5 separate regions of the Mus musculus genome follow, and all the other regions are linked to region 4. Evidence: chromatin contacts called from public HiChIP or PLAC-seq and promoter capture Hi-C data. All regions are on one chromosome and are shown on one strand. Each heading gives the region's core, a stretch centred on a gene start, on an enhancer-like site or on the middle of the called end of the contact. The rest is flanking DNA. Distances are from core to core; before and after follow the strand shown. Region 1 holds the start of Tmem165 (transmembrane protein 165). Region 2 overlaps Ppat (phosphoribosyl pyrophosphate amidotransferase). Region 3 holds the start of Hopx (HOP homeobox). Region 4 holds the start of Cep135 (centrosomal protein 135). Region 5 holds the start of Srd5a3 (steroid 5 alpha-reductase 3).

Evidence for each region. Promoter capture Hi-C pulls out the DNA fragments that hold promoters and counts their contacts. HiChIP or PLAC-seq counts read pairs in DNA pulled down with a chosen protein or histone mark.
Region 1: a contact with region 4 is called in a promoter capture Hi-C map of pre-B cells. The contact joins the promoter of Tmem165 here to the promoter of Cep135 in region 4. A contact is called at or near these places in 11 of 39 promoter capture datasets (the 3T3-L1 cell line, the C10 cell line, the SN4741 cell line and 6 more), 2 of 484 Hi-C or Micro-C datasets (embryonic stem cells and muscle stem cells), 3 of 115 datasets of contacts at active chromatin or transcription factors (the 230-238 cell line, effector CD8 T cells and embryonic stem cells) and 4 of 9 other capture datasets (adipose tissue, embryonic stem cells, liver and 1 more).
Region 2: a contact with region 4 is called in an H3K4me3 HiChIP or PLAC-seq map of neural progenitor cells, with 7 times the contacts expected there. The contact joins the enhancer-like site here to the promoter of Cep135 in region 4. A contact is called at or near these places in 6 of 39 promoter capture datasets (the HPC-7 cell line, cranial neural crest, maxillary cranial neural crest and 3 more), 5 of 115 datasets of contacts at active chromatin or transcription factors (embryonic basal ganglia, embryonic forebrain, neural progenitor cells and 2 more) and 1 of 9 other capture datasets (liver).
Region 3: a promoter capture Hi-C map of second pharyngeal arch cranial neural crest shows a contact between it and region 4. The contact joins the promoter of Hopx here to the promoter of Cep135 in region 4. A contact is called at or near these places in 6 of 39 promoter capture datasets (the 3T3-L1 cell line, cranial neural crest, embryonic stem cells and 3 more), 2 of 115 datasets of contacts at active chromatin or transcription factors (bone marrow-derived macrophages and embryonic forebrain) and 3 of 9 other capture datasets (embryonic stem cells, liver and pancreatic islet).
Region 5: a promoter capture Hi-C map of pre-B cells shows a contact between it and region 4. The contact joins the promoter of Srd5a3 here to the promoter of Cep135 in region 4. A contact is called at or near these places in 9 of 39 promoter capture datasets (3T3-L1-derived adipocytes, the C10 cell line, embryonic stem cells and 3 more), 1 of 484 Hi-C or Micro-C datasets (CD8 T cells), 3 of 115 datasets of contacts at active chromatin or transcription factors (astrocytes, embryonic stem cells and memory CD8 T cells) and 2 of 9 other capture datasets (liver and pancreatic islet).

The regions. Positions count from the first base shown.
Region 1 is chr5:76,179,944-76,185,178 of GRCm38.p6, forward strand. It overlaps Tmem165 (transmembrane protein 165), which reads left to right and starts at 3,937. Exons shown (of 6, transcript NM_011626.2): 1 at 3,937-4,409. The coding sequence starts at 4,203.
Region 2 is chr5:76,921,277-76,927,317 of GRCm38.p6, forward strand. Ppat (phosphoribosyl pyrophosphate amidotransferase) reads right to left here. Exons shown (of 11, transcript NM_172146.2): 2 at 5,515-5,581; 3 at 4,398-4,604; 4 at 1,179-1,291; 5 at 935-1,080; 6 at 194-266. Among named protein-coding and RNA genes, the nearest start is that of Aasdh, 19 kb to the left of the region's middle. Within about 2 kb of position 2,380, at least 63 of the 459 cell types and tissues checked have an H3K27ac peak or open chromatin away from gene starts, as enhancers often do. A contact at or near this core is called in liver and neural progenitor cells, where this site is marked.
Region 3 is chr5:77,090,834-77,096,913 of GRCm38.p6, forward strand. Hopx (HOP homeobox) reads right to left here and starts at 4,434. Exons shown (of 3, transcript NM_001159900.1): 1 at 4,318-4,434; 2 at 4,033-4,189. The coding sequence starts at 4,176. LOC115490297 (a small nucleolar RNA gene) reads left to right here and starts at 895; the gene lies at 895-998.
Region 4 is chr5:76,584,657-76,590,129 of GRCm38.p6, forward strand. Cep135 (centrosomal protein 135) reads left to right here and starts at 4,043. Exons shown (of 26, transcript NM_199032.3): 1 at 4,043-4,268.
Region 5 is chr5:76,137,106-76,142,732 of GRCm38.p6, forward strand. Srd5a3 (steroid 5 alpha-reductase 3) reads left to right here and starts at 3,168. Exons shown (of 6, transcript NM_020611.4): 1 at 3,168-3,443. The coding sequence starts at 3,223.

The sequences.
Region 1 (5,235 bases), core at 2,687-5,186, 400 kb before region 4:
TCCTGGCCCTTCGAGACTGGCCCTCGTGGCCATGTTCACATGATCCACCTACCCCATGGCAACTTCTTTCTCCTCCTTTCTCTTCTATGGACTCTGCCTGAGACCCCTAAGCCCAGTATCTGAAGCCCCGCCTACCCCTCTTCCGCCCAGCTACAGGCTTTAGGCACCTTTATTAACCAATCAGGGATAAGTTGAGAGGCAAGGTTTACATAACAAAAGCTGGTATATGTGAAGATTGGAGTAACCAAATTTTGGGGTATAGCATTTAAATACAAGCAGCACCAGACCAACCCCCCACAGCGGAGTTTATGGATAGGTCCTTGCTCTAAATTTCTCATTTGTGAAAACTTTAAAAGGAGGTTGGTACCATCTTGTGAGGTTACTCAGGACTATTCTGCCCAGGTCAGAATAAACAGATTGCTACCAACAGAATGACAGTAAGAGCCCCAGACTCCTTAGTGTTGGATGCTGGAGCTACGCAGATAGAAGCTTTAATTTCAGCATAGGAAAGCCTTGAGGGCCATTAAGAGGTATGCTATACACTTGGATCTGAGTGCTGCCCAACTTAGTGATGTTGGGAGGGACTAGAAACTTTAAGAGCTGTGGCCTACAGAGAGGTCTCTGACTGGGAACATGCTCTCAGAGGGGGTAGCGTGGGAAGGGTCTTTCTATCATCTAGTGTCTTCCTTAATTCATTTCTTCAGTGTCTTCAAAGTTCTCATTGTAGAGGTCTTTCATTTCCTTCATTCGGTTTACTCCTAGGTGTGTGTGTGTATGTGTGTGTGTGTGTGTGTGAAAGAGAGAGAGAGAGAGAGAGAGAGAGAGAGAGAGAGAGAGAGAGAGAGAGAGAGAGAAGAGAGTGTCTTTAGGATCTCTTATGTACAGAATCATATTTTCTACAAACACACACCCTGACCCCGCTCCCACTTGTTTCTTTCTCTTGCCTTATAGCTCTAACTTAAACTTCAAGCACTATGTTGACTAGGGGTGGAGAGAGTGGGCAGCCTTGTCTTGTTCTGGTTTTCATGGGAAAACTTTAGATTTTTACCATTAGCATGATATTGGCCATAGGTTTGTCATGTACACATGGCTACTGGTGTGCTGCCCATGCCTCAGCAGACGGCTTCTTATCCATATGCATACAGGCAACACTAACTGGACTCAGTGGATTATATTTAAGAGAAAAAACGATATTTTGAGGTAGGTGTGTTGGGAGGAAACTAGAGGGAGTGGACAGAGAAATTATTAAGTTACATTGTATTTATTTATTTATTTATTTATTTATTTATTTATTTATTTTGGTTTTTCGAGACAGGGTTTCTCTGTATAGCCCTGGCTGTCCTGGAAATCACTTTGTAGACCAGGCTGGCCTCTAACTCAGAAATCTGCCTGCCTCTGACTCCTGAGTAAAAACAACAAAAATATTTTCTAAAGTGATAAAACTCTAGCCTTTTTTTTTTTAAATTTCCAGCTATGAGGTGAGCCATTTTCCTTTTTTAAAATATTTATTTATTTATTCATTTATTTATTGTTTTTCGAGACAGGGTTTCTCTGTGTAGTCCTGGCTGTCCTGGAACTCACTCTATAGACCAGACTGGTCTCAAACTCAGAAATCCACCTGCCTCTGCCTCCCAAGTGCTGGGATTAAAGGCATGTGCCACCACACCTGGCTGTGAGCCATTTTCTTATCCCATGTGCTCCACCATCTTGTGCTGCCTCACCACAAGTCCCCAGACAACAGGATCAATGGAGTATGGTCTGAAATTTCCAACACTGTGAGCAAACACAAACTGATCCTTTATAAGTTATCTCTGGTCTTTGTTACACTAATGGGAAATAAACACAATACAGGTATAAAAAAAAAACACCTTAAAAGGTTGATAGGGGTGGCCCTGTGACAGAATTTCTGCTTAGCACATACTTAGTCCTTGGTTTCATCCCCAGCCCACATACCACACACACACTGCAATACCCATGCAGTAGTAGTTCTTACTGTAAGATGATTGCTAGTGCTTATACTTCAGTGACACTTGTTTACGTAGGACAATGCCAGAAAGCTTAATTGGAATTTCTAGGTCTCCTAGACCCTTAGTAGTTATGGATCATGTAAACAGCTTCTGTTGTTTTTCAACAAAGGATGCCAATAGGGCTGTAGCCGTAGCCCAGTAGCAGAGAACTTTCCTGATAGGCACAAGGTCTAAAGTCACTCCTGGGCACTTCAAAACACACAATTAAAAAGAAATTTAACCTATTTTTTTTCCTTTTGGTTTTGTTTGATTTTTTTCTTTTTCAAAGAGAGCTTGTCACTATTCAAGACTAGAAGGATAAAGGTTCCGAGTCCTCGAGGTCTAAGTTAAAGCTAGCTCTAGCTTTGATTTGGAGCCAAGCACAGCCTCAGGAGATGGAGCCCTGTGTGGAACACAAAGAGTTACTCACTTTGGAATCTGATGCCTGGAGTTCACTTGGCAGAGCCCCAGTGAGGCCAGGGAGGTGGGCAACATGGAGGCGCTGCGAAAACCACACTCTCTTCAGACTCTGCTCCTGTAACACTGCCATGCCAGCTCCCTTCTGGGGACAGAGCTTTAGAGCCCCATTGCCTAACATCTTCTGTTGAACAGATTTCCTGTCTTGCTCCAGAGCCACTGGAACATTGCAATCAGCATCTCAGTCTCCTGCAGCTGTAGCCCTTGAGCCATTTGCTTTTTCTTTGCTTTATGTGGGGTAACTAGAATTTAGCCAGGAGGCCTTTCTCTGAGATGATCATAGACTAGAGAACGCCAGGAAAAAAAATAATAAACCTGGTCCCTAGCAGAACTCAAGGATCCGTGACACCTAACTCTTCTGCCTCCATCTACTGGGCTGCTTCTTTTATTCTCTCCACTTGACACTCCTATCTCCTCTGCAGGCCCTTTTGAGCAAGGCAAATCTTTGCAGAAAAAGGAGGTGGCTGAAGGAGTCTAGACTTCTGATCCCTGTCATGTTGTATTCTGAGGGCTCAGGACATTTACACTCCAGGAATGAACTTGGAGGTACAACAACTGCACCCCAAACTATGTGTAGGAAGCATCTTGGTTATCTCACAATACTGGGAGCATAAATAAGCTATAGCTTGAAGGGTTCTGTAAGGAGCAATGCTGAGTAGGCTAAGGAGAGGTTGCAAGAATGGCTTGTGAAACAGGAGTAGGATTTAGATTAGTGCCTGGCACATGGTTAGCAATTTGTGGTGTGTGTGTGTGTGTGTGTGTGTGTGTGTGCGCGCGCGCGTACGGTATCTCAGCTTTTCTTTAGAAAAAAAAAAAAAAATCCAGCCCTAGTCTAACGCCTAACTAACCATTCTTTCCTGTCTTCTACTTTTGCCTACTCAAGGCCTCCATCCCACAGAAACCCTAACCACTCAACTCCAAACCTTTTCAGGATATCCTATTTCAGGATAAGGCATCCTGAGCCAGGGCAGTGATGACTTTTGGTCTGCGGCTATTCAACAATGTTTTAAAATCAAGCTTGGACGTTCTCATCTTTTACTTCCGAATCTTACTTCAGAACCTTCAAAAAACCCCAGCATATGGACCCCCAAAGAACATTCTGTGTAGGCGGTCCAGGGACGTGGTGAGGGTGGGTGGATCGTAACTTAAAGGTGTGGCAGTTCCTGCCACGTAGGTAGCGGGGCTGGGACTCACTTGACATTTAATAGAAGTGGAGGTGGCGGCGGCTTAGGCCTTAAAGACCTAAGGCTCTTGAGGAAGTACTGGTAGGAGCCTGGCAGCCTGACCTCTCCAGGGCCAATAAGGGGGTCTCTGGTGGGACCCGAGAGGACGCAGGGAGAGTCCATCAAGCAGCTCCAGCTACCTGGCCCGGCGCGCCGGGTCCAATAGGACCAGTGAGCGAGCCGCACCTCAACCTGCCGGAAACGTCACGACGCCGGGCTGACGTCGGGCCAATGGGAGGTCGTGTTGGCCAGGGGGCGGGCCGGAGGAGTTGGGCCGCGGAGGCAGTTGGAGGAGTGTGTGGCTTCTGCTGCCCAGCTGCTCCGGAGCTCCCGCCGCCGGTCCGTCCCGGTCCGGTCCCCGCGTCCCGCGTGCTGCAGGGCTGCCCCCTGAGCGGCAGCCAGGCCTGACGGAGGCGCCTGCCGGCACGCCGGGCTCGACGCTTCCCTTCGCCTGCACTTCTTCCTGCCGCAGCGCGGTGCCGGCTGGGCGGGCGGGATGGCGGCCGCGGCCCGGGGGAGCGGCCGGGCGCCGACGCGAAGGCTGCTCGTGCTCTTGCTGCTTCAGTTGCTCTGGGCCCCGGCCGGGGTCCGCGCCGGCCCGGAGGAAGACCTGAGCCATCGGAACCAGGAGCCGCCGGCGCCCGCCCAGCAGCTGCAGCCGCAGCCCGCGGCGGTGCAGGGCCTCGAGCCGGCCCGGGCCGAGGTGAGAGCCCGGGCTGGTGGGGATGGGGCGGGCTGAGGCCGCGGAGCCCGCAGTCGGGTACCAGGCTCCCGCGCTGGCGGCGCCGCCCTCTTTCCGAAGAGGCTGGGGGAGGGGAGCCGGCCCCTGCTCCGCTCGCTGGGAGGAGGGTGACAAGACGGCTTTCTTAGGCGCGGCCTGGCCTGGCCTGGCTGCTTGGGGGAAGGGAAAGTGAGGGCCCCAACCGGGGCTCCCCAGAGGTCCTCTAGATCCCTGGTACCGACAGGCTTGCTCTGGATTCTGCCTTCTGCTGATCACATGGGCCATACTGAAAAGACTGGAAATCATCATCCCAAGTAGAAAGTTTTTAGTACAGAGCCGCTGGGAGACTTGTCTCTCTCGAAGTAGCATCACATTGTTGGAAGTATCAGCCATTGTTGAAGCAACCCAACCAGAGATGCTCACCCGAATTCAGCTCGGCACACCCTGTGGTTCTTGCCAGATACAGTGTCTAGAGATTATGCGTTGCCACCCTCCCTTAAAAAAAAAAAAAAAACAAAAAAACGTGTTTTGGCATGAAGGAAGTTGCCCTTGAATGCAGAGACTTGTGCCCAAAGGTAGAGCGCTCTATAGTGAGGGATTCCAAAACTCCATTTATAGGTAAACTAGAGCCTCATAAGTTTCTTTAACCATTACCAGATAGATAGAAATTAACCTTTTAATCTATGTTCGTAGAATTTCTCCTTTCTATGTTACTTTCCTCTGAGTTGGACTCTCTATTTCCAATTTTGACTCCTACATTCTGGAGTTTTTTTAGTCTCTTAGTAGGGTCCATTTTGGCATTCCCTTT
Region 2 (6,041 bases), core at 1,130-3,629, 330 kb after region 4:
GGGTGGGGTGGGGGTAGGGAAGGAAAATGAGACACAGTGTCCTCCATATATGCATACAAAATTCAGGTTTTTCTCAAAGTTATAACCTCACTGTCTCATATTCATGCTAAGAATTCAGGCTAGGAATATAGGAATATTGGTGGGAATTTTTTCTCATAAATGTAGAGGGAAATAAGAATAGGATACAACTTACCTGGCACCGATGGATAAAAAGCTGCAAGACTCTGAGGACACCACCCATCCTTCAGTTTCTGAGGATTTTTTCTCTGTAAGTTAAAAGACAATCAACTTAGGAAATGGTTCAGGGCTCCTTGTTTAGTGTTTGCTTCTTAGTCCTGGGGACAGAAGGCAGGAGCCTGTACAACCCAGGCAAGTACTGCCAGCTGTATGTATCCCCAGACCCCTCAAGTAATTTTTTTTTTAAAAGAGGTGTTTAGGCCAGTGGATAAAAAGCAACAGAAGTCAATAATTGAAGTTGACCTCTGACCTCTAATCAACCTGTATGCATACATACATGTGTACATACCCCCACCCCCTACATACAATAAAGCTAAAGAGCGGGCTGTGAAATCATGAGGACCAGAGTTCAGATCCCAGGACCCACATAGTAAGCCTGGCATCCTGCAATCCCCAAGTTCAGGCAAGACCCTGCTTCATGAGCGTAGGTAGAGACTGACAGAGGATGACGCCAGACTCCCACTCCCTTCTAGCTGCCTTAAGCAGCATAAGAGCACACAGCCACATACAAAGCATGGATACACTCACATAAATTCTTTCTTCCCTATTTCTTCCTATCTATAGGCTTACTGTAACCAGTTTTGGGGGCTCATATAAGAAAAACGGGAGGAAAGGCAAGGATCTTAAGACTCGACAATAGGAAGAAAGTAACTCTGAAAAGCATTACGAAAATCAAATTCCTTCTGAAGCTCATTACCTTTGTCATTTACATCAGAGACTGGCATAAGACGCCCGATGCAGAGAGGACGATTTCCATATGGATCTCGCACCGCGTAAATGAAGTCCCTGTGCATTATAACCAGGGAGTATGCTGCGGGCGCTTCTTTCATTAAGTTCTTAATTCTGGAATTACAAGGAACTGAATGAATCACTGGCTATAAACACAGACAAGCAAAGCTCTCATGGCCAGAGCTGCAGCTATAGTCCAGTCCTATAGTTACCTTGCTACCCAGTCTGGAGCATCATCTTTTTCTTGAGGAGGGGTGTATGCGAGTAACTGGGTAATCATTTCACTATCAGAGGACGTGGAAAGCCCAATACCCTGCCGCAGAAGCTACAGGAGAGAGAAGTTTCATCATTAGACCATGAGATGTCCCACTCCCCATCCAAAAGCACACAGTAATAGAAACCAGGCATTCTACAAATACCCAGTTACAACCCCCGTGTCCCACTAAGGGTATGTGTATACTCGTGGCAGCAGTCCACGGTTAGGAGCAATGGGAAGTTTCCAGAGCTAAACAGAAAAAGTACCTTAGCAGATATAAAGCAGAACTTAAGTTTGAGGGTGAGCAGATTTGCAAATGGCTTGACCTGCAGCCTTTTCTACCTTCCTGATCCTGATAAATAGGGCACATTCCTTCCTTAACAGTAGCAAAGAGCGCCAATGCTGGTGGGTAAATGAACATCCACACTTCTGACCAGGGAGAGAAGCCAGGAATCAGCATTTTAAATGACTAATGTAGGAGATATTTAATAACCCCCTCAGGGACAGCTCCTCTCTGAACCACGTCAGCTAGTCCAAATATATGAGCAAGGCTCCTCTCACTCTCTGGACAGCTGTCTAGGAGCCATCCTTCCTGCACGCTGTCCCTATGGTGCAGCACAGCTATCAATTGGATCAGCTGGCTCATTTGATTAGCTCTGTGGTCCATTTAGGACCTTTCATTACGGGTCCAGCAGGCTGGGTTAACTGAATGAAGAACACAAGAGTCCCTTGGGGCTTCTCATCCCAGGGACACCCAGGAACATCTAGAAGAAAGATAGAGTTCTAAGGGGGTGGTCAGGATCATAGGCTCCAGAAGACTCCAGAGAACTATAAAGAACTGTGGGAAAGGGCAGAAGAGATGGCTCAGTAGCTACAAGCACCAGCTGCTCAGAGGTCCGATTCCCAACACTAACATGGCAGCTCAAACACAACCCCTGCAACTCCAGTAGCTAGGGATCTAATGCACTCTTCTTGTCTCCAAGGACACCATCATGCACATTGTCCAAAACACACACTCAGGCAGGCACAGGCACACGCGCGCACACGCGCACACACACACCAGAAAGAACCGTGCAAAGTACCGAGAAGGAAAGAGACAGCAAGAGCTGTGGAGAAGCTGCCAAGACCTGCGCTGGAGGGGTTCCAAAAAACGCTGCCACAGCTCACTGGCTCTGGCTACCCAACACCCCGAGCTCAGGCCTGTAACACTAGACGCTGGGTCCCTGGCACGGAAAGCCCAGAGCAGTAACACTAGCAGAAGAGAGCCCTGACACCGTAGGCTCAAAACTTGTGACAGAAAGAGAGCTGCACTTTGTGTCTTTGCAATTTCTATGTTTATGGAGCAAAGAATCCCTCAGCTTAAAAAAGAAAATCACACAAAACCATCTTTATCTAGCCGATGTGTTTTATTTGTGCCATGAAATATAACCTTCAATGCTGACTTGGCATCTCACATGGGCACATAAATACTTCAATATCTGAACGGCTGGCCTCTCACCTAAGCATTTCAGACAAGGAATACTCAGCCTGTCCTCCACTTTCATGATATTGTTCAGATAGGGGAAATGCCTACAATCCCAGCGCTTGGGAGACTGAGGCAGGAGGACTGCCGTTTGAGGCTAGCTAGAGCTGGCACTCTGATCTGGGCTACAATAAGACTTGGTCACAAAAAAAAGAAAAGAAACACATCACTGCCCTTGATACCTATGTGGGATAGCGCCAGTCTCTTGCAAAACCAGCCTCCTCAGATGCTCACGGCCCTTACAGAAACGGGTATGGCGCTCAGTAGCACACTGCTTGACTAGCTAGCACACTTAAGGTCTTGGGTTCAACGTCCAAAACCTCTAACAAACAAAAGGTGCTTAAATCCTCTTTATATTATTTTCCCTCCAAGACAGGGTTTCTCTGGCTGCCCTGGCTGCCCTCAAACTCAGAGATCTGCCTGTCTTTGCCTCCCAGATGTTGGGATTAAAGGAATGCACCACCCCCACCCAGCCTCTTTATTTCTTACAGTAACTAACACAATGCAAACCACTTACAGGTTATTTAGGACATAACAAAGAAGGAGGCTATGCATGTTCAGAATAGACACTGTTTTCTACTTCCAAACACAGTTCTTTTTATCTACAATTGAGAGATCTGGAGAGCCAAAAAGTCCATAATGATCTCAGCCTAATCTTTCCTGGCACACAATCCACTGAAATAAGTGTATTTTGAACAGTAATATAATAAGGACAGGACTGGTGGCTAGATACTTCCTGACAGCTTCAGGATAGAGGGAAGCTACTGTGAAAAATAATCACGTGACCAGAGGGCTACATTCAGCCTTAGACCAAACCTGCAAAGAGAGTACAGGGGTCAAAGGTCAAGATGACCACCAAAGGCTAATCATTTAGGCAGACATGTATGTTTGTGTCCAGAAGACCTAAAAGGACTGGCTTCATGGATCTTCTGGGTGCTGAAACAGTGGAGAGTGGAGAGTGATGTGCAAAAGGCAGCAGCCCCATGCCTCCTCCCACAAGCCCATCCCCCCCCTCATCACCTGTTCCGAATCCTTCATAATGTCTCTTAAAATACACCAACATGCACAAATTAAACATTTTCCTAAAGTTCTGTGAACCGCTGTGCTCCCAAATGAGTGAAATCAAGGAGGAATGTAGGAAAATCAAGGTTCAGCTGTGGCCCTTAAGTGCTCAAGGCCTACACACGGGATGGGCATCTGAGAGACAGTCTCATGGAATTAACACAGGGGTCCCGAGGTAGGAGACCGCAGGGAGGATGGGAAGCACAGGACACTAACTGGTGGGTTTAAGAAAACCCCACGTTTGGTCACAGCAACATGGCCGAGCCGAGTCTGGACGTAGGCAACAGTGCTTCAGTTTTCCTCTGTCACAGATTCTGAGCATAGGAACAGTCATAAGGAGCTGTTTACAGTAGCGCTTTGTGCTGTTGACAGTAACCATACACCAACATTCCAAATCACAAAGTGGCACTGCTCCGATCACTTGGGGAGTACAAGAATCTGGATTTAGAGCAAGCAGGCCAGGCAATTCTGATGCAATGGCTTCGTGCAGGGAGGTAACAGTGGCAGTAACTAGAAGATGCCTTTTGTCGGAGATCTTCAACTTCCTTTCCTTTTTTCCTTTCAAAAAGGAGCTCTTAAAAACCAACTTACCTTCTTCCGCAACCGAGCGGCGTTCACCAGTTCCCCGTTATGGGCCACAGCTATTTTTCCGTGAAGCGTCTCAACTACGAATGGCTGGCAGTTTTCCAGCTCACACTTTCCCGTGGTGGCGTACCTCGTATGTCCGATTCCAAGGTTTGAGTCATACAATTTCTTCAAATTGTCTTCGGTAAAAACATGGTTTACAAGACCCATTCCCTTGAGAAGTCAAAGTAAAAGTAGATTTTAGGGAAAAAACAGAAACTAGGACCGGGAAGAAACAAGACCTTCCCTGGGCAACCCAAATTAGACACAATCTGTCTCTGTGCTCCAGAATGTGAATGAATTAACTTTGGAATGTGGAAGTTTCTCTATGTAGCCTTGACCGTCCTCAGAGATTAGCTTGCCTCTGCCTCCCTCTTCCGAGTTCTTGGGGGTGGGGGGAGTGAGTGCCACCACACCCCAGGTGAGACAGGGTTTCTCTGTGTAGCCCTGGCTGTCCTGGACCTGAGAAATCCGCCTGCCTCTGCCTCCCAAGTGCTGGGATTAAAGGCGTGAGCCACCACCGCCTGGCCCGGCCCGTGGATTCACTTTCTAAAATGCACTCAGGATATTCCCTTCATTAGTTTAGGGTTGTCACAACACTGAAACACTTCTATCTTATGACAGATAGTTAGCAATAAGATTTTATTACTAGGCAATGAAATCTGTCAAATATAAACTGAAATTGGCATTAAAAAAAAATAAGGCATCTTAAAACATTTAAATAGACCTCCTGGCTTGCATGAGCCAGCCTAGCAAAAGATCACCTGGAAAGAAATGCATCCTACTTTGACAAATGTGAAGACACGCCATTGGAAGCAGATTTATCCAATATGGCTTCTAGTTATAAATTTATTTACACTCCCATGTCTGTTTATTTACTTGCTTGCTTACTTAGAAACAGGGTCTTACTACACAGACCAAACTAGCCTCAAACTCAGATAGATCCACCTGTTTCTGCGTGCGCGCGCGCACACACACACACAACATTAAAGGCCCCCACCACCGTGCCCAGCCTCCACCGCAGACATTACTGCCCAGCTGGCAGCAGTCATCTCCAGCATCAGTCTTTCATGTTCAGACTTACCTTATGCACCCTGAATTTAGGCACTGCACTCCCATCACTGGTCACAATACCAGCGCTCTCCTGACCTCTGTGAACAAAATAAACACATCACCTGTTAAATCAGGCCACTTGATACATTTCCTGCAGAGCTTCGTCACGCATCCCCTTCCCAAAGGAACCCATAAGCTGAGAGGCTCGGGACATCTCTGGACTGTGACAACAGGGTAGTGTCATCTAATTCTAATTGATACGCCAGGCCCTTCGGTCACCAGTATTTACGTATATCATCTGATCTGGCTTTCATAGCAATCCTGTGAAACGGGAGCTATGATTAGGATTCAGAGAGAAATGCAAAGAAAATGAAGTAACACAACAATTGTGCAGATGACCGGTTGTACTGTGTGTTCAGAACAGATAACCCAACTCCAGAATCTGGATATCTAATGCCTATAATCTGCCTCTGAATAAAGCCTCAAGCAGTGAAGTATGTAGATATCAATATCAGAGAAGGCAAGAATACTTAGCTGCATATACTAAAACTGGACATG
Region 3 (6,080 bases), core at 3,184-5,683, 510 kb after region 4:
GGATCTTATCCCACTGATAAAACATCCAACAACTGAAAACACTGTATTCTGGGAACAAGTCCAGAACACCAGAAAGAGATAAAAATACTGGGAACCTCTTCAAGAACCAATGCCAGCTACACTGTACTTGTGTGTGTGTATGTGTGTGTGTGCATGTGCGTGTGCGTGTGTATGCTCGAGTTGTGTACATGAAGAAAACTTGTTGTGTATATGAAGAAAACTTGTGTATATGAAGAAAACTGTAGGGCTGAAGAGATGGCTCAGTGATTAAGAGCCCTGACTGCTCTTCCAGACATACTGAGTTCAATTCCCAGCAACCACATGGTGGCTCACAACCATCTGCAATGGGGTCTGATGCCCTCTTCTGGTGTGTCTGAAGAGAGCAATGGTATACTCACATACATAAAATGAAGGAGGAGGAGGAGGAGGAGGAGGAGGAGGAGGAGGAGGAGCAGGAGGAGGAGGAGGAGGAGGAGAAGGAGAAGGAAGAAGAAGAAGAAGAAGAAGAAGAAGAAGAAGAAGAAGAAGAAGAAGAAGAAGAAGAGGAAGAAGAAGAGGAAGAGGAAGAGGAAGAGGAAGAGGAAGAGGAAGAGATTGTTAGAGGAAGACTGTATTATCCCAGCCTCTCAGGGTGAAAAGAAGGGAGTGTTCCCAGCCTCCCTTACTCTTTACATTGACTTCCAGGCAGTAAAGGTCACAGGGAGTGGGATTCTGTAGGATTTCACTTAAATTAAATATAGGAGAGATACAGAATACTAGAGATAAGAGAAGCTCCTTTGTCCCCAAATCAAAATACAGTCAAGTTCTCTTCCTGCACTGAGTTCCTGCAGGTGCCTCCCCATAGCAAAGACTTTAGCTCAGTAGGAGGACTGATTATTACAAGGAGTTCTACAGATTCGTCTGTGACTTATAAACAGGATGCCTGGTTTTTCACACCAATTTCTGAGATGCACCTCCCTCAAATCTTACTAGGATGTTGGTATGTTACCTATTTCATGGACAGTAAGGGAGAAAAGGAAAAGGAGGTCCCCTGCCAGGAAGCTTCTGCCCCCCACCCCCCCAGTCTTTCTCACCTTTGCCACAGTGTGAACAGTGTGAATTAGTAACTATCTCTCAAGTGTGGGTAGTGCGAATCTCTTTTAGTAACACAATACTTGTTTTAGGGAAAGAATATGATGCAGGGTGTTGTGATATCTGCCTGTAATCTCACCAGACAGCAGGCAGAGGCAGAGGAGTTGTCAGTTCATGCCAGCTCGGGCTACATAGGATGACCCTGTCTGTCTCACTCTCTAAGAAGGGGAGGAGGCAAGGCTCTATCTCTGGAGGTGGCTGGTGTCAGGATGGAAAAGGGATTCTGGCATATGTGATAAATATGTCATCATTTTGGCTGGAAGAGGGACCACACTAGTAAGGAAGAGAGGCGGGGCCTGTGCTGACAGTAGACATCACAGATAGGTAAGAACTCAGCCTCCACAGAGTTCTATTAAACATCCTTAAAGACCTACTACAGATGAAAGCAACTGTCTTGCAATCTCATTGCTGGACTTTTTATATCAGCAGGACTTTTTTTTTTTTGTAGAAGACATCTTTTTAAAATGTAAATGTTAGAGTAGATTACGGAGTCACACACGTGAAGGCAGTGCTTGGAGTTAAGAAGGATAGGGAGATGGGACTCCGTCCAGCAAGAAATGGCAGGGCAAGCAGAAGCCTCCTTCCTGAGACTTGCTATGCTGAGCCTCTGAGCTCTGGGTTCCAGATACTTTCCTGCAGGTCTAGACAGGGAGGTGAGGGTACGTTGGGCTGCAGCAGGCCTCTGGAGGAAGAAGGTGTTGGCCTAGGGCAGGAAGAGGAAGCCAGGCCCTCCCATGGGGCTGACTCACCCACACCCACTCTCGCCGGGCTTGTTCATTTGAGGATGGCAGATACCCCCATCGTGTGGGTTTCTGCACTGGTTGATCTTGACCCCTGAAAGGCAGATGCCCTTTCTTCCGGCCCTGCTGAGTTACATTTCAATTCTCTAACAGCAGGTGAGTCCAGAGAAAGGATTAGCAATAGCCTGGAATAACCATAGCTTGATGCATGGGTAAACTGATCTTTCTGCCCTTCCTTCCCCTACCACCCTATACAGTTGTTTCCAGCCTTCCTCCGGAGGAACGGATAGAGGGGAGGATAGAGAACGGGAGAGAGGCCTAGAGTCTCCAATACGGAGGCAGGCTGTGCCCTGGCTGCAGTTTCAGTAACTTGAGCTCTCTGTTCTGATGGTGCTTTCTCTCTTAAGGGAGTGGCAAAATGAGCAAAGATTCAGCAAGTATCTGAGACAATATATGGCAGATATCTATCACTCCAAAGGTCAGCATGGGGCCGGTGGCACACTCAGTGGCAGAATGGGCTCAACATGCTCGAGACCCTAGCCTGGATCTCCAACACCATGCAACAGAGGCAACATGACCATTCTGCTCTACAGACAGAAGAGTCTTGGAGACCAAGTCAGGGTTAGATTCCCTAGATGGTACTGCATCCATAATATCCAACAGCCTAGTTCTTAAAACATGAGACATCTCTATCTACATCATTAAATATAGCACGGTCTTTTAATGCTAAGACTAGAACAGCTTGCCTTTTGATGAGTTGCAAGAAACACGAGCTTTTAGACTTGGGTTACAATAAATCATCTTCTATTGGGTTCTGATTCTGGTTAAATAGCCTTTCTATTTGATCCGGGACCGGGAGGATTACCCATGGATAAATTCTCCAAGTTGTCTCGGCTTAGCAAGGATCATCTAGGACTTAGGGCTCAGGATTCTGGTTTTTTTTTTTTTTTTTTTTTTTTTTTATTTATTTATTATATGTAAGTACACTGTAGCTGTCTTCAGACACACCAGAAGAGGGCGTCAGATCTTGTTACAGATGGTTGTAAGCCACCATGTGGTTGCTGGGACTTGAACACTGGACCTTTGGAAGAGCAGTCAGGTGCTCTTACCCACTGAGCCATCTCACCAGCCCCCCAGGATTCTGGTTTTAATAGCCCAGGGAGCACTATTACAGGGTTTTAAGCTTTAACTGAGCAGGGTGAAGAGAGGACAAAGCCCCTCCTTCTCCAGTCTATTAACTGAAGGGATAAGAATATCCCAGCTCAGAGGAAAATTGAAAGGCGTGAAATGCTTTGAGAGAAACAGGACCAACTCCCAAATGGTTTATCATACGTGGCAAATCATCTTTCCACGACCAAAGGGAATAAGAAAGAAGTTAGAGGGTAGATTGGACTGGAGAGAGAGTTGCCTAAAGGCTCCAACACTGTGCCAGGTGGTACTGCGATCTCTACCCTAAGCAAATTTTGGGGATAATGGGATAGCGAGGAAGCCTTTTATGAACAGACAAATTATCATCATGCAAGGGGGTCGTGTGCTGCGGCCATAGCAACAGAGGGCTACTTCTTGGTAAATTCCAGAGAAAGACTCTAAAGCTGAACCTGAAGCTCAGAGTCAGGGGATTAATAAAAACAGCAACAAAACCTGAACCGAAGTATGGCAGTGTGCCTGTTAGGTGCAGCACAGAGATGTGGTGATGTGGCGGGAAGAGCAACCTGGCAGGTCAGGTCCTCCATCCCTATCCCCACGACAGTACCCTTCCCTCCCGCCCGCCCCCACCCCCCTCCCCCGCCTTAGTTTTGTCTTCTGACAAACCGGAAGACCAACCTTATAGCTGATCGCTAACGTCCCTTTAAACCATGACAACCCTGATGAGAATAAACCTTCCCGAAGCTTTCCAGCACAGCGGGAAGAGTTACTGAGCTTGGAAACCGAAAGGAAAGCAGGCGAGATGCTCCCACTACAGGAGGAGAAAGCAAGGGGCCGGATCTGGAAGGCAGTGGAAACCCAAAAAGAGGATGGTGTTGAGACAGGGTAGGGTGGATAGGGGCTGGGCGCCCGGGGAACTGCGGAATGATTTGGGGACTGAGATACATATGATGGAGGCCCGCGGCAGCCGCGGGAACCCGCCAGTCCCGGAGGATACATAGGCTTGGGGACTCACCTGCGTCTGCTCCTCCGTGAGACCCGCCTCGGCTGCGATGAGGCACAGCGTGGTGGGGTCCGGGTGCTTGTTGACCTTGTTGAAGTTGTACTCCAGGATCTCCACCTGGTCCTCCGTGGGGCCGCTCGCGGTCTGCGCCGACATGGTCCGTGCGCGTCTGCAGGGGAACCAGATGGCCCGGGTGAGCGAGGTCCGCCTGCCCCCTCCCGCCGTTCCACCGAGGCGCCCCGCGCCGCTGGCTGCGGAGTTTGGGGGGAACCCTCCTTCCCCGGGACCGTCCCCAACCTGACTAAGGATGGAGAGGAGGAAGAAGACGCCTCCCGCCTGACACTCCGAGGGGACAGTATACTGAGGAAGCGCCTCAAGTGCTGCCTCCGGAGATCCGGAGCTGCCCTAGGGACTGAGGACACTCGCGGGGCTGGGCTCCCGTCGCCGTGGGCACGCCTCCCGGGCCGCCACACTCCGCCTCCGCCGCGGGCTAGCACGTGGGGGCCTTGCCAGGGAGCGCAGGGCAACGCACACTTTGGGGAAAGACGCTCACTGCACAAGTTGGGGAAAAAGAGACCGCACTTACAAACAATACTACCAATGGATATTTACTCTTTTTTTTCCCCCTGATTAAAAAATAGCACGTACTGCAGAAAATGTGAAGGACATTAAAATCACAGAGGGAAAATTAAATTGCCAGCTTAGTCGCAAATAACGGCTATAAAATTTTTGGATGATACTTTAAAGATCTTTCCAATGTACTTGTACTGAGACGGAAATGGAAACACAGCGATAATGATTTATGATTTACGGCTGGGTGGTAGCGTGGAGAAGGCTGAGCCATGAGCATGCGGAAGGCAGCTGAACCCCAAATGCCAAGCCTCCATCCCAAGAGCCTACCTACCTCACTGCGGTCTCCTGTATGTGTGTGAGATACCTTTCAAAACCTACCCAATTAATCAGGATCAAAATCAACTATCATTTAGAACCTCAGACTTCAGCCCAGAAAAATAGGTCCACCTCCAGCTTCCAGTTCTCCAGCAACAAATGTTGTCAGCATATCGCAGCAACAACCTTCCTGCTGCGCCACACCAATATAGCTTCAGACTTGGGGCTAAGAAAACTACCAGGTGTGTTCCCTCCTCCTATGCTTCCTGTTGAAAACTAGGAGGTAAAGACGGTTGGTCTTCAAGATATTCTTGGCTGTAGATTCTGTCCAGGCTTAGCCAAGCAGTAGTGTGGGAATCACCCTGGCTTGTTGCATTAACAATCGCAGAGTCCCGAGCGGGTTTTGATGTGGTTTGTGCCTGGGGGTGAACTATCTGGATAGTGTGCTCAGAGCTAACCACCTTCTCATCTGTGGCTTATACCTCCTACTTCCTAAGTCAATGCTTCTTACCTCTCCTCTAGTTCCCTTGAAGAGGTTTCAGACAGGAGGAACTTTTCAACTACGTGGGACTGGGCCTCAAAGCATTTGCCAAGTCACCAGCAAATCATTTTCAGGGAACTAGATGTCCCTCTACTTAAAATTTGTACCAAGGATCCCCGACTCTGCACCAAGGCTGTGGCCCATCTGGTTAGAAATACCTTTCCTGGGCTGGAGAGATGGCTCAGCGGGTAAGAGCATTGACTGCTCTTCCAGAGGTCCTGAGTTCAATTCCCAGCAACCACACATGGTGGCTCACAACCATCTGTAATGAGATCTGATACCCTATTCTGATGTGTTTGAAGACAGCTACAGTGTACTTACATATAATAAATAAATCTTTTAGAAAAAGAAAGAAGGAAGGAAGGAAGGAAGGAAGGAAGGAAGGAAGGAAACAAGGAAAGAAATACCTTTCCTGTTAGCACGCATTTCCCCTCCCCGTCCTTCTATGACACATACTCTTTTGAAAGTCATCTCACAGTCAGGGACATTGAGGCAGAGGACCCAAAGATTCCACGATTTCCAACAATGGCCAGAACTCTAGAGCGGAAATACTGAGTGTTGGTTCCAGGCCCGTGGTCTGCTAGCCCCCTTACAGTAAGGCAGTCTATCTTCAGTTTAGTGGGAGAAACTT
Region 4 (5,473 bases), core at 2,793-5,292:
ATAGATAGATGGTTTTCAAAAACCTCAGAGATCCACAGAAATCACATTTAAGGATGTTTTATTAACAAAAGGCATTTTGACAATGCCTGGCAGCACCCCATTCTACTTCAAGGAAGATGATGAGCATCAAAGAGCATCCATATGGAATTTGCAAGCTAGGCACTAGGCAAGAAACTGCTGACAGTATGCTGTCCAAACTAGATAAATGAGACACAGGGAAGTAGACTGCCAAGTGTTACCAAGACAGGGTAAGCAGTCCTTCATAACTTGTGCTTCACAGAAAAGTCTGTGGAATATTCTGGGCCAGAAGGCTGAAGATGATGCTCCAACAACACAGAGAAATTTTGGGGGACTGTCCATGCATCCAAGTATGTATGTCATTTCTATAATTTTGGAAGTTTCTTGCCTGCACTTCCTGCATACCTAGGTAATATTTATTCCTTCTCAGGTCTCTGATGGTGTTGAAGACTAGATAGTTATAGTCTCACAATGATTATGATAGATATTGATTTAGGTATAGAACTTTAAACTCAACAAGATAGGATAGATAACAATACTTTCTCCAGGGTTGCCAAATACATATGGACTAAACTTTGCCAATATAATCTTATCAGATAGTTTTCATAACTGTTATTATTGTTTATAATTTATTATGGAAAGAGAAAGAGCCTTGTATAGGACTAAAAGGGGAGGTGTAGGGATCATCTCTTGTGCTCTGTGTAGAAGCATCACCAGTGAATAAAAAGCTGATTGGCTAATGACCCGAGGCAGGATTAGAAGGTAGGATATCTAGTAGATTGGAATTCTGGGATAGAGTCAGTTGGGGGTGACATTCACCCTGAACTCTGAGGAAGATGGCCACATGAACCTGAGGAGAGGTGATAATCAGGTGGCAGAACTTAGAACAAATGTGATAACTGAGTTATGAGTGGGGGAATGGGGAAGTCAAAGCTTTTGGCCTAGGCATTTATTCATATATAATTTTGGGAACTGGAGTGTGGGCGGGAAAGCCTGAAGTTACAGGTTTTACCTCAAAGGACATTTGGAAAGTCCTGAAGGCACTGTGACTATAGCAACCATCTGAGGTGGAAGCTGCCAGGAAGGGTGCTAAACATTCCACAATACTCAGGACAACTCCTCTCAAAAAGGATTGTCTGTCCAGGTGTTAGAGGTGGTGAGCCTGAGAAAGCCTGATCTCCTCATTTAAAATATATCCACTACATTCTTTTCACCTGCAAGCTCATGGCATTAACTTTCCATCACTGTGACAAAGTACTTTAAATTATCAGATTAAAACGGCAAAAACACTTTGGGTGTGTGTGGGGGGAGGTTGCTTCTGGCTTCCATCTATGGTTGGTTGGCTCTGTTGCTTTTGGACCTGTGACCAAGCAGAACAATCATGGCAGGCCTAGTTTCCTTCCACTAAACTACTTCTTAAAGGATCTGCTGCCTCCCAGCAGTGCCATGCTGAAGACCAGGCCATAGCCCACAGGCCTTTGGAGGACATTTGGCTTAGTTACCTTTCTGTTGCTGTACTAAGACACCACGACCAAGACAACTTGGACCAAGACAACTTGAGAGAGTTAGGGTCCATAACTGTGATGGTTTGTATATGCTTGGCCTTGGGAGTGGCACTATTAGGAAGTGTGGCCTTGTTGGAGTAGGTGTGTCACTGTGGGTGTGGGCTTTAAGACCCTCACCCTAACTGCCTGGAAGCCAGTATTCTGCTAGCAGTCTTCAGATGAAGATGTAGACCACTCAGCAACTCCTGTACCATGCCTGTCTGGATGCTGCCATGTTCCCACCTTGATGTTCCCACCTTGATGATAATGGACAGAACTTCTAAAACTATAAGCCAGCTCCAATTAAATGTTGTCCTTATAAGAGTTGCCTTGGTCATGGTCTCTGTTCATAGCAGTAAAACCCTAACTAAGACAATACCCATCATGTCAGGGAGTGTTTCAGCAGGCAGGCAGTCAGGCAGGGGTGGTACTGGATTAGCAGCTGAGAGCTTTTTTTTGTTGTTGTTGTTGTTGTTTTCAAGACAGGGTTTCTCTGTGTAGCCCTGGCTGTCCTGGAACTCACTTTGTAGACCAGGCTGGCCTCGAGCTCAGAAATCTGCCAGCCTCTGCCTCCCGAATGCTGGGATTAAAGGTATGTGCCACTACCACCTGGCGAGAGCTCACATCTTGATCTACAAGCTCCAAAAAGATAGAGCTAACTGGGAATGGCATGGGTTTTGAAACCTCAAAACCTGCCTCTGTTATAGGTCTGAGGTGGTTCGGAGATTCGCCAGTCTGACCATTAGTAAGTTTTAACAAAGAAGCTACTTTCATATACAGACACCAGTTCAACACCCAGATTGGGAACTCCTGAGTGCAGCACAGCCCCCAGCCACCTCAGTGGGGGACTTACACAGGCAAAGAGCACAAAGTCATCTCATGTAAAACAAGCTTTTGTTTACGAAGCAGAAACAGTAGTTTTGTTAAAGTTGTGCAAAACCAGGCAATTTTAAAATCTAACCCATTGGAAGTCCATTTTTGGTTTCTGCTTCTCTCAAGCAGTTTTAAAGTGAGCCATCAATATAATGTTAGCCATCACATCCCCAGTGACACACTTTTCCCAACAAGGTCACACCTCCTAATCCTTCCCAGACAGTTCCACCAACTAGGGGTCATGCTATTCAAGTATATGAGGCTATAGGGGCCAATCTCCTTCAGACCACCACATTTCAGATCTAAACTACAGCATCAGTTTTCAGTGAAAGCAACTCTTTTACCTTTACATCTGGCTTTCTTCCTCCTTACAATCAGGACCCCACCAGCCTCTAGGCAAACCTCATTCTAAGTGTTTCAGGAACTCCTGTTGGTGCTGATATTAAGTCTACAAAGCTCACTTTCTGTGGTGAGGGCATCTGTTTTCCTCCATGCCTCCACAGCCATGCAATTTGCTTAAAGCGCTAGGACTTGGGTGGGAAGCAGCAGCATTCTGCATTCTCATCTTTCAAGTTTTGTGTGCCAGGATCCCTGACCTTAGGCCTCGGAGGTCAGCAGTGACCCTGACTCTGGGTTATCAATGCCACTTGGAACAAAGGCTAACTGTAGCTTTCAATCCCATGTACCCCGTTGTATTTCTTCACTGAGTTTTGTTCTAACATTTAGTTGGTGTGTGTTTGGGGTAAGGGGGGCCACCAATGTTATCTATCTTCACTAGATGGCTATGCACAGCCAATTTCTGATATTTATGACTTTTTTTAAAAAAGATATTTGTCTTTACATAAACATATGCTTACTTGTATATGTGCAAGATGGTATAAAAATCTCTACAGGATTCATTAGCTCCTTAAAACTTCCAATTAAAAACGGACAAAGCACACAAAATGGAGACTGAGACGTGAAAACAAAGAATGAATCGGCACAGAGCAATTCACATCCCAACATACAGTTCCGTGCTGAGCAGTGGACAAAGTACATAGTCAGAGGAAAGGCCGGCTTGGTAAGGAATATAAGCAGAAACAAACAACAAAAGAAAACAAAACACGCACAAACAAAAACTCAACTCTTAACCATCTAGAAAGTTTTTAGGAGAGTGGTGGACTCTGGGGATTTGACCATGATCTTTGTAACCATGAGCAAGCTATTGTAAGCAATTCATTTCAATTTAACATTTACAAATACTGTGACAGATGCTAGAGAAATACAGTTGAATAAAAGAATATCTGATTCAAGGAGCCCACAATTGGAAGCAGCAGGGAGAAACGTAAACAAGTAGGTTTTGATGGTCGGATTCTATTCTGGGGGTTTACATGGGTACGGGGCAATAACTGTTATCAAGTGGTAGCCAGGAGAAGCTGCAAGGACAGTGACATCCAGGGGGAAGACAGGGCGATCAGCAGAAATTCACCTGTGAAAGGTCATTGGGGGTTAGCTGATGGTTACCGCCAGCGGCCAGTTGGCAAGGTCCTCGGGCACCGCAGAGGTTCGGGCTCCCCGCCAGGGGGCGCCGTAGCCCCGGCATCGGCCGGCCGTTACGTTTCCGGGCACCGAGGGCCGAAAGCCGCCATCTCCGGGCGGCCGGCGCGCGCGCCGCCACTGTGGGCCGCTCCGGTCCGTTACCGGGGCAACGGCGGCGCTCCCTCCTTGTGGGCCGCGACCGTCTCTCTCCGCGCCATTTTCAAACCGCGCTCGTGCCGGAGCCATTGGCCGCAGCAGGACGAGCCAGCGGGGACAGCGGGTCCGGAGGGCGATGTACCTCGGGACGGAGCGGCGGTGAGGCGCACCCGGGGGAGGCCGCGGGGGCTGGGCCGGGTCGCGGGGCCTCCGGGGCGGTCCCCACCCCCACCCCCGAGCGAGGGCGGGAGCCCGGGCGCTGCCGGGAGGAAGTGCGGGAGGGCGGCGCGGGGACCGTCCCACAGTCCGTCGGTCCGTCCGTCCGTCCGTGCGGCCCGGGGCCGACCCGAGGAGAACTGCCGTTCCACCCTCCGGCCTGAGCCGGGGAAGGACTGCTTGGCCGCTCCGGCCCGTGCCCTTTGCGGTGCCCGCACTCTGGTGTTGGTTTTTTTAAACGCTACTGTATCCGCAGGTTGCATATTTCTGAGAAAGTAAGAGGTGCCCGCTTTGAGACAACAACGCCCCAGGGTTTAGTGGACAGCTAGTTGTAACTGCGGAACCTACCCTTTTCGGCTGTTTTGATTTAAAGCTTGTGATCTGGAATATAGGGGAAACCCTAATATGTACATATCACCCCCCAGCCTGGAGGACTTTACTTATTATGGCCCATGGTCTTTTGATTCGTATTCTCATTCTGCCTTCATGAAGGATGGAGAAAGATGGTTTCCTGGTACCCGGAGTTGGCAGCTGTCAAGGAGGGGGCATAGTTCTTGGAGTTTGCCCCGCTAATTTATCTTGTCAGATGTTTTTCTTGTGAGCACAGGAGTTTCTGTAAAACACCTCCGGCATCAATCAAGTCCTTTTGTGGAGGGACCTAGAAAGCCCTAGGGGAAGCCTCTAAAAGAAGATCCTAGATTTGTTAACGGGGATAACCAAGAAGAAACACTAATTTAGAAGTAGCCCTGTGGTTGGGGAAGCTATTTTCTTGGGACAGCCTTCTTGGCTTTATGCTTTAAATAGGAACGGTGACATTGGTACTCGATCCCACAATGGGTGTTTGGAGCATCAGGTTTTGCATGTATTCATTTATGTGCACTTATAATTTTTACTAGTGGTGAAGGACATAATTTTTATTTGATTTAGAAACATGAGTTCTATGACTACAATTTTTTGGCAAAGGTTAGAAATGGTCTCTGCATAACTCAATTTTAGGGCAGATTGGTAGAGATAATAAATAATCATAGGTGTTTGAGAAGACAAGTATAACAGCTGGAGGTATTGCCCAGTAAAGAGTGCTCTCCTACCATGTCATAGGCTCAGTGCTTAACCCTGGATACGGTAAACAAACAAGCATAGAAATAGAC
Region 5 (5,627 bases), core at 1,918-4,417, 450 kb before region 4:
CTGTGGGGGTGACCTTTGAGGTCTCTTACACTCAAGCCACTCCCAGTGTAGTGCACAGGTTCTCTTTCTGCTGCCTTCAGATCAAGACGTAGAACTCTCAGCTCCCTCTCCAGCACAGTGTCTGCCTGGATGCTGCCATGCTTCCTACCATGATGATAATAGACTGAACCTCTGAAACCCATATTTCTGTAAGTAACTGATAGGTGTTTTTCTCTCTCCGTGATTCAGATATAGGCCAGATTAGATCAGATGAAAGTAGTTAAAGGCAGGTTTATTAGGAGGCAGCATTCAGGTGGGCTCACCGATCTCACAGGTGGAGATATCACCTGTCACATATCACTCAGACTAAAGCCAGAGGGTTTTATAGGGCTTAGGTGAGGAGTAATGGTGTGTCAGCTAGGAGCTGGGATTGTGTCCATACATGATGGCTCATTTAAGGTTTTACGGCTGTAAACAGACACTATGACCAAGGCAAGTCTTATAAAGGACAACATTTAATTGGGGCTGGCTTTCAGGTTCAGAGGTTCAGCCCATTTTCATCCAGGCAGGAGCATGGCAGCATTCAGAAAGGCATGGAGGAGCTGAAAGTTCTACATCTTTACCTGAAGGCTGCTAGCGGATACTGGCTTCCAGGCAGCTAGGTCATGGGTATTAAAGCCCACACCCATAGTGACACACCTACTCTAATAGGGCCACACCTTCTAATAGTGCTACTCCCTAGGCCTAGCACATATAAACCATCACACATGGTCAAAAAGTGAGCCCCTGGGCAGGCATTCTTGAGTGGGGTGCTGGAAACAGGAATATGAAGTGTAAGGGTCCAAGAGTTGCTAAAGGAAAACCCCCAAAGTTAAGTAGTATGAAAAAGCAAAGAGTGTTTATTCTTTGGAAACAAACAGCATTCATTGATCAGCCATTATACACAATGGAGACCCCCGGGGAGAGCATGCAAGCTTCTTCTAAGTGCAGATAGGATAATTCTAGGGATGGTTAGGTCATTTTAAATATGATTGGCTAGGTAAGCAGCAGTTACCTTTTTTATTGGTTGCTGTATTTGTTTTGCCACTTTTGTCAGGCCTTAGATAAATTCCAGGAACTGTCTCAGTCCTGGGGCTGACTGTCTCCCTTAGCCGGATGTCAGGGCAGTTGCTGATTGGTGGCCCATTGTCTGGGGTTTTTCTGAGAAGCCTTGCCTGCTTCCTTGGGAAACTGAGGCTTAAGGCCTAACATGGCTGCCTGTTCTAAAATGGAGTGATTGGGGTCCTCTCAGAGGAGGGATGACATGAGAGTTTGGAGTTTCCTCCATGTGAGTGGGCTCAGGGGGAGGAAGGCAGACCTGTTTCCTAGCTTGGGCAGGGGATGAGCAGGGTTTCCAGCCTAACAACCCCAGAAAACTTCTTAGTTCACGGACTCAGACTGTGGTGGCATCAGTGTGTGTCCATCAGGAGCTTCCTATCTGGGGTCAGTAGATGTGTGTATGTCTCCCCGGGGAAAGCGTTGTCACACAACGGTTTCATTGACTGCTTTCTGTGTGCTCAGTCTCCATAGTTACCTACCAACAGCCACATGGCATTCTGCTGATACGGTGTTAGTGGGAGGCGGGGAGATGGCTCAATTGCTAAGATAAATACTGCTCTTGCTGAGACTCTGTATTAGTAACAATATCTTTTTGTTGTTGCTGTGATACAAAACAATGATCAAGAACAACTTACAGAAGAACGTGTTGGCTCACAGTTCCAGAGGAAGGGCCCGTGTTGTCAGGGGAGGCACGATAGCAGGAGGCTGGAGCAGGAACTCGAATGTCCTGGTTGCTTTTGTTAGTTTTGTCAACTTGACACAGGCCAGAGTTATATAACTGAGGAGAGGAAGCTTAACTATATTATTAATGATTATTGACATGGATGGGCCAGTCACACATACACACACACATACAATCTATAAATAAAAGTATTCTTTTTTTCCCCCACTCTGTAATCTTTTCTTTTTTTTTTTTAAGAGAGAAAATGGGAGTGTACCATAATTTGGCTAAACGCATCAAGGCAGATTTAGGGGTGTAGTCATTTTTCTGTTGAAAGCAAGGCTGTGATAAAGACTTGTATTATAGGGGTACACAATTGGATCCCATTTGCTTCCTCCTTTCTGAGTAGCCTGCATTACTCAAGGACCCGATAGCCTGAAATACCACTAAGCAGCTGTCAACAGGGAACCAGGCCTTCATCTAACACGTGATGGTGTTTTCCACTGATGCCTGAAAGACAGCATCTGAGCCAGATCCGTGGAGGGAGGTTTTTGGAGATTTGCTGTCTCATACCTTGCCTTCCCCCTCACCCCCACTGCCCCATGGACTCGAGCCAATGAGTGCATAAAGGTCTTCCAAATCTTTTCATTCCTAGCCATAAAGGCAGCAGACACAGCTAGTTAAACACTTTGTCCATGGAGCAGATGGGTGAAAAACGTAGGTCCATTGAGGGCATTACTCTGCTTTTCCACTCCAAAATCCAGAGTTTGCCGGAGCAGCTCCAGCCTACAGTTGACAAAGTGTAGAATTCCCTCACCGAGGTCTTTCCAGAGGTCATCCCTGAATTTACAGCGATCCCCATCTGGAGTATGCTAATGAATCTGGTGCTTCTGGTAGACCAGCGTGGTATTAAGATCCTTCGCATCTTGACTCCTGGGGGCCCCCTCTAGGGACCCAGCCAAGAATTCAGCCTGTACTTCAACCAAAATTTCTCTTCACACTTTTTCGCAGCAGTAATCCCGCAGTCAAAGTTTATAGAAACTTACACAGGCTGGTGAGAACCTGACCTCTAGAATAGGATCCCCGAAGCGCCACATGGTGGAAGGAGAGAACCAATTCCCCCCAAGCTGTCTTGGGCTCCCACCCACACCTCTTGGCATAGCTCCACTCCACTTAATAAATAGGTGTAACGTATCTCTACAAGACTTGGACTGTAGCACGTGGTCTCGCATGCTCCTGCAGAACTTCAAGTTGGAGTTGCATCTCGGAATTAGATTAGAGGCAGTACAAGTCTAAAGCGCAGCCTGCTCAAACCAGGTGAGCAGGAGCACAACCCAGCTCCTGAGCGCCTAGCCAGGGGCGGGGCCGCGCGTCCCGCCCAGGAGCCGCGTCACCGCCAAGCGCGCCGCCGAGGCGGGAGGGAGGGAGGGGGTGAGAGAAGGAGGGCGGCGCGGCGGCGCGCATCTGTAGCCGGCTCCCGGGCTATGGCTGGGTGGGCCGGGTTTGAGCTCTCGGCCCTGAACCCCCTGCGGACGCTGTGGCTGGCGCTGGCCGCCGCCTTCCTGTTCGCGCTGCTGCTGCAGCTGGCGCCCGCCAGGCTGCTGCCGAGCTGCGCGCTCTTCCAGGACCTGCTCCGCTACGGGAAGACCAAGCAGTCCGGCTCGCGGCGCCCCGCCGTCTGCAGGGCCTTCGATGTCCCCAAGAGGTAACGTCGGTGGCGGGGCGCGCCCGGCAGGGGGCAACAGAGGCGGCGCAGGCACGTGAGCCAGGGGCTGTCCCCGAGCCGTCCCCGGAAATGACAGAGCATCTCAAGTTGGCCCGGCCCCCAGGGAGCCGCCCTGACTTCTTTACCCCCAGTTTTCCGCTTCCCCTCCCCAGAACTTGAGGTCGTGGAAATTCATGGACTTGGAGGCAAGTTCTTCCTCGATTTCCGCAGTTCTCAGCCCGATCTGTCACAGTCAAGAAAGAAGTCCAGAGTGTGCTCCCCTGGGGCTGTGCAGACATCACTAACCTGCATCTCCACAGGTGCTCTGGCAAACTAGCCCAGTATGCCCTGCCCCAACCCATCCCGGAAGGCTCAGTAACCAAGTTGTGAAATACTAAAATCTTCCGGGGTACATATGGACTCCGCTGAGAATATGTGAGACCCGCCACATGGCTTTCCTTTCCTTTTCTTTCTTTCTTTCTTTTTTTTTTTTTTTTAACTCCACGATGAATTCAGTATGTAGATGGAGAAGTCATCTTAACACAGTATTCTAGATAATAAAGCTGTGTCATTTTTTTTTATGAAATTCATCACGCATTTGCATTTAGAATTGAATTGGAAGGAATGTGATGGGTTCTGACGGATTCATCTAGATTGCTTTAGAAATCTGTAGCCGTTGCCCACCTCTGCAGATGGCGGTGGGGCTATCAACTGGCCCCAGCTATGTCCTGACTGTTGGAGGGGGTCTTTCAGGGGGTTAGTGTGAGAGCAGAGTACCATGTCATTGTGAAGAATGAATGGTAAAGAGATTAAGACCCGGAAGAACTCTTCCTTAGAGGCCCAATTTTAAGACCATCCTACCGTCCTCTTATCCTCGGGTTTGATTGGCCTATATCCCTTATGCTATATAGCAATTTATTTTCTGACTTTTGAGAGAGGTTCTAGTGTCCCCAGAGTTCAAAGCACACTTAAAAATCACTTATACTCAGTCTCTCTGGATGGGACTCCTCAGCTGCTACACTCAAGTCTGCCTTTGTGTGACAGCCAAGAAAGAGGTGGGCCTTCCCTGTATTCATCCCGGTAACACTTGGTACTCTGGGCTTCTTCTAATTCTTAACAGTATTGTGAAATAATTATTCTTTCCTTCTTCCAGAACTCAGAGCAGAACTTCCCAAGGTGTTCAGGTGCTCCGAGGTGACAGGGCCTATTGTTTTTCCCTAAATTGAGTTGGTTTTTGTTTGTTTGTTTTTCCTTCAATACTGGAGAAGGTCCAACAAATCCAGGCCTATAAGGAAAGGCATTTTTAATTGAGACAAAGGTTTAAAAACAAAACAAAACAACCAAAACGGGAATATTTGCATCAAAACATTGTCCTTTGTAATGGCTGCCCCCCCCCCCCCTTTTATATGAAAAGGGGATAACTGGAGTTGACAAGTTTTCATTTCCCTATTTCCAGAGGACCTCCCATGGCATTGTGCTTAGCACATTCATAATGGGGAAATTATAATAATTGAGTTAGAGAGCACTACCACAGCGGAGTTGCTCGTATGTCACATGCTAAGGACTTGAAAGCCTTTCTCCCCTTGATCCTCATGACAGACCTGGGAGGGACCTGCCATCTTCAACATTTTCATCCATGTGTTCACAAATTCAGGCTGGTTGTACAGTGAGTGTGGCGGCTAGCCCTTGCAGCCTGCCTGTCGGTGTAAGATGCCGAACTCCTGACCTCCAGGGTGCCAGGCAAGCTCTTCCACCTTGCAGACCTGAGTCCTGTCTGAAAAGTCCAATGGCAGTGGATTACCCTGGCGGGAGACACTTTGTAACATCTCGGCTAATCCAGATTTTATAGTATTTGGTAACCTTAGCTAAAGTGCTTCCGACTTAAACATTTTTGAATAGTTTCTCCTTTTGCAAAATGTAATGACATCGCCAGGAATGAAAATAAAAATTAAGTTGGTGACTTCCACACTTACAAACAGGCAGCGCAGAACCCCGTTTCTGCACATAGGGTAGTATTTAGGTCCTTTCGCTGGTAATTATTTCTCCTAAGGAAGCAAGAATAAAACCTAAGTCAGTTCCTGGAATGTTGTTTCCTATTCTCCAGCATGGGATCTATTGTTGGCTTGCTTGTTTGTCTAAGTTTTCAGGGTGTTTGCTTGTCCCCCTCACCGGGCTCATGGTAAA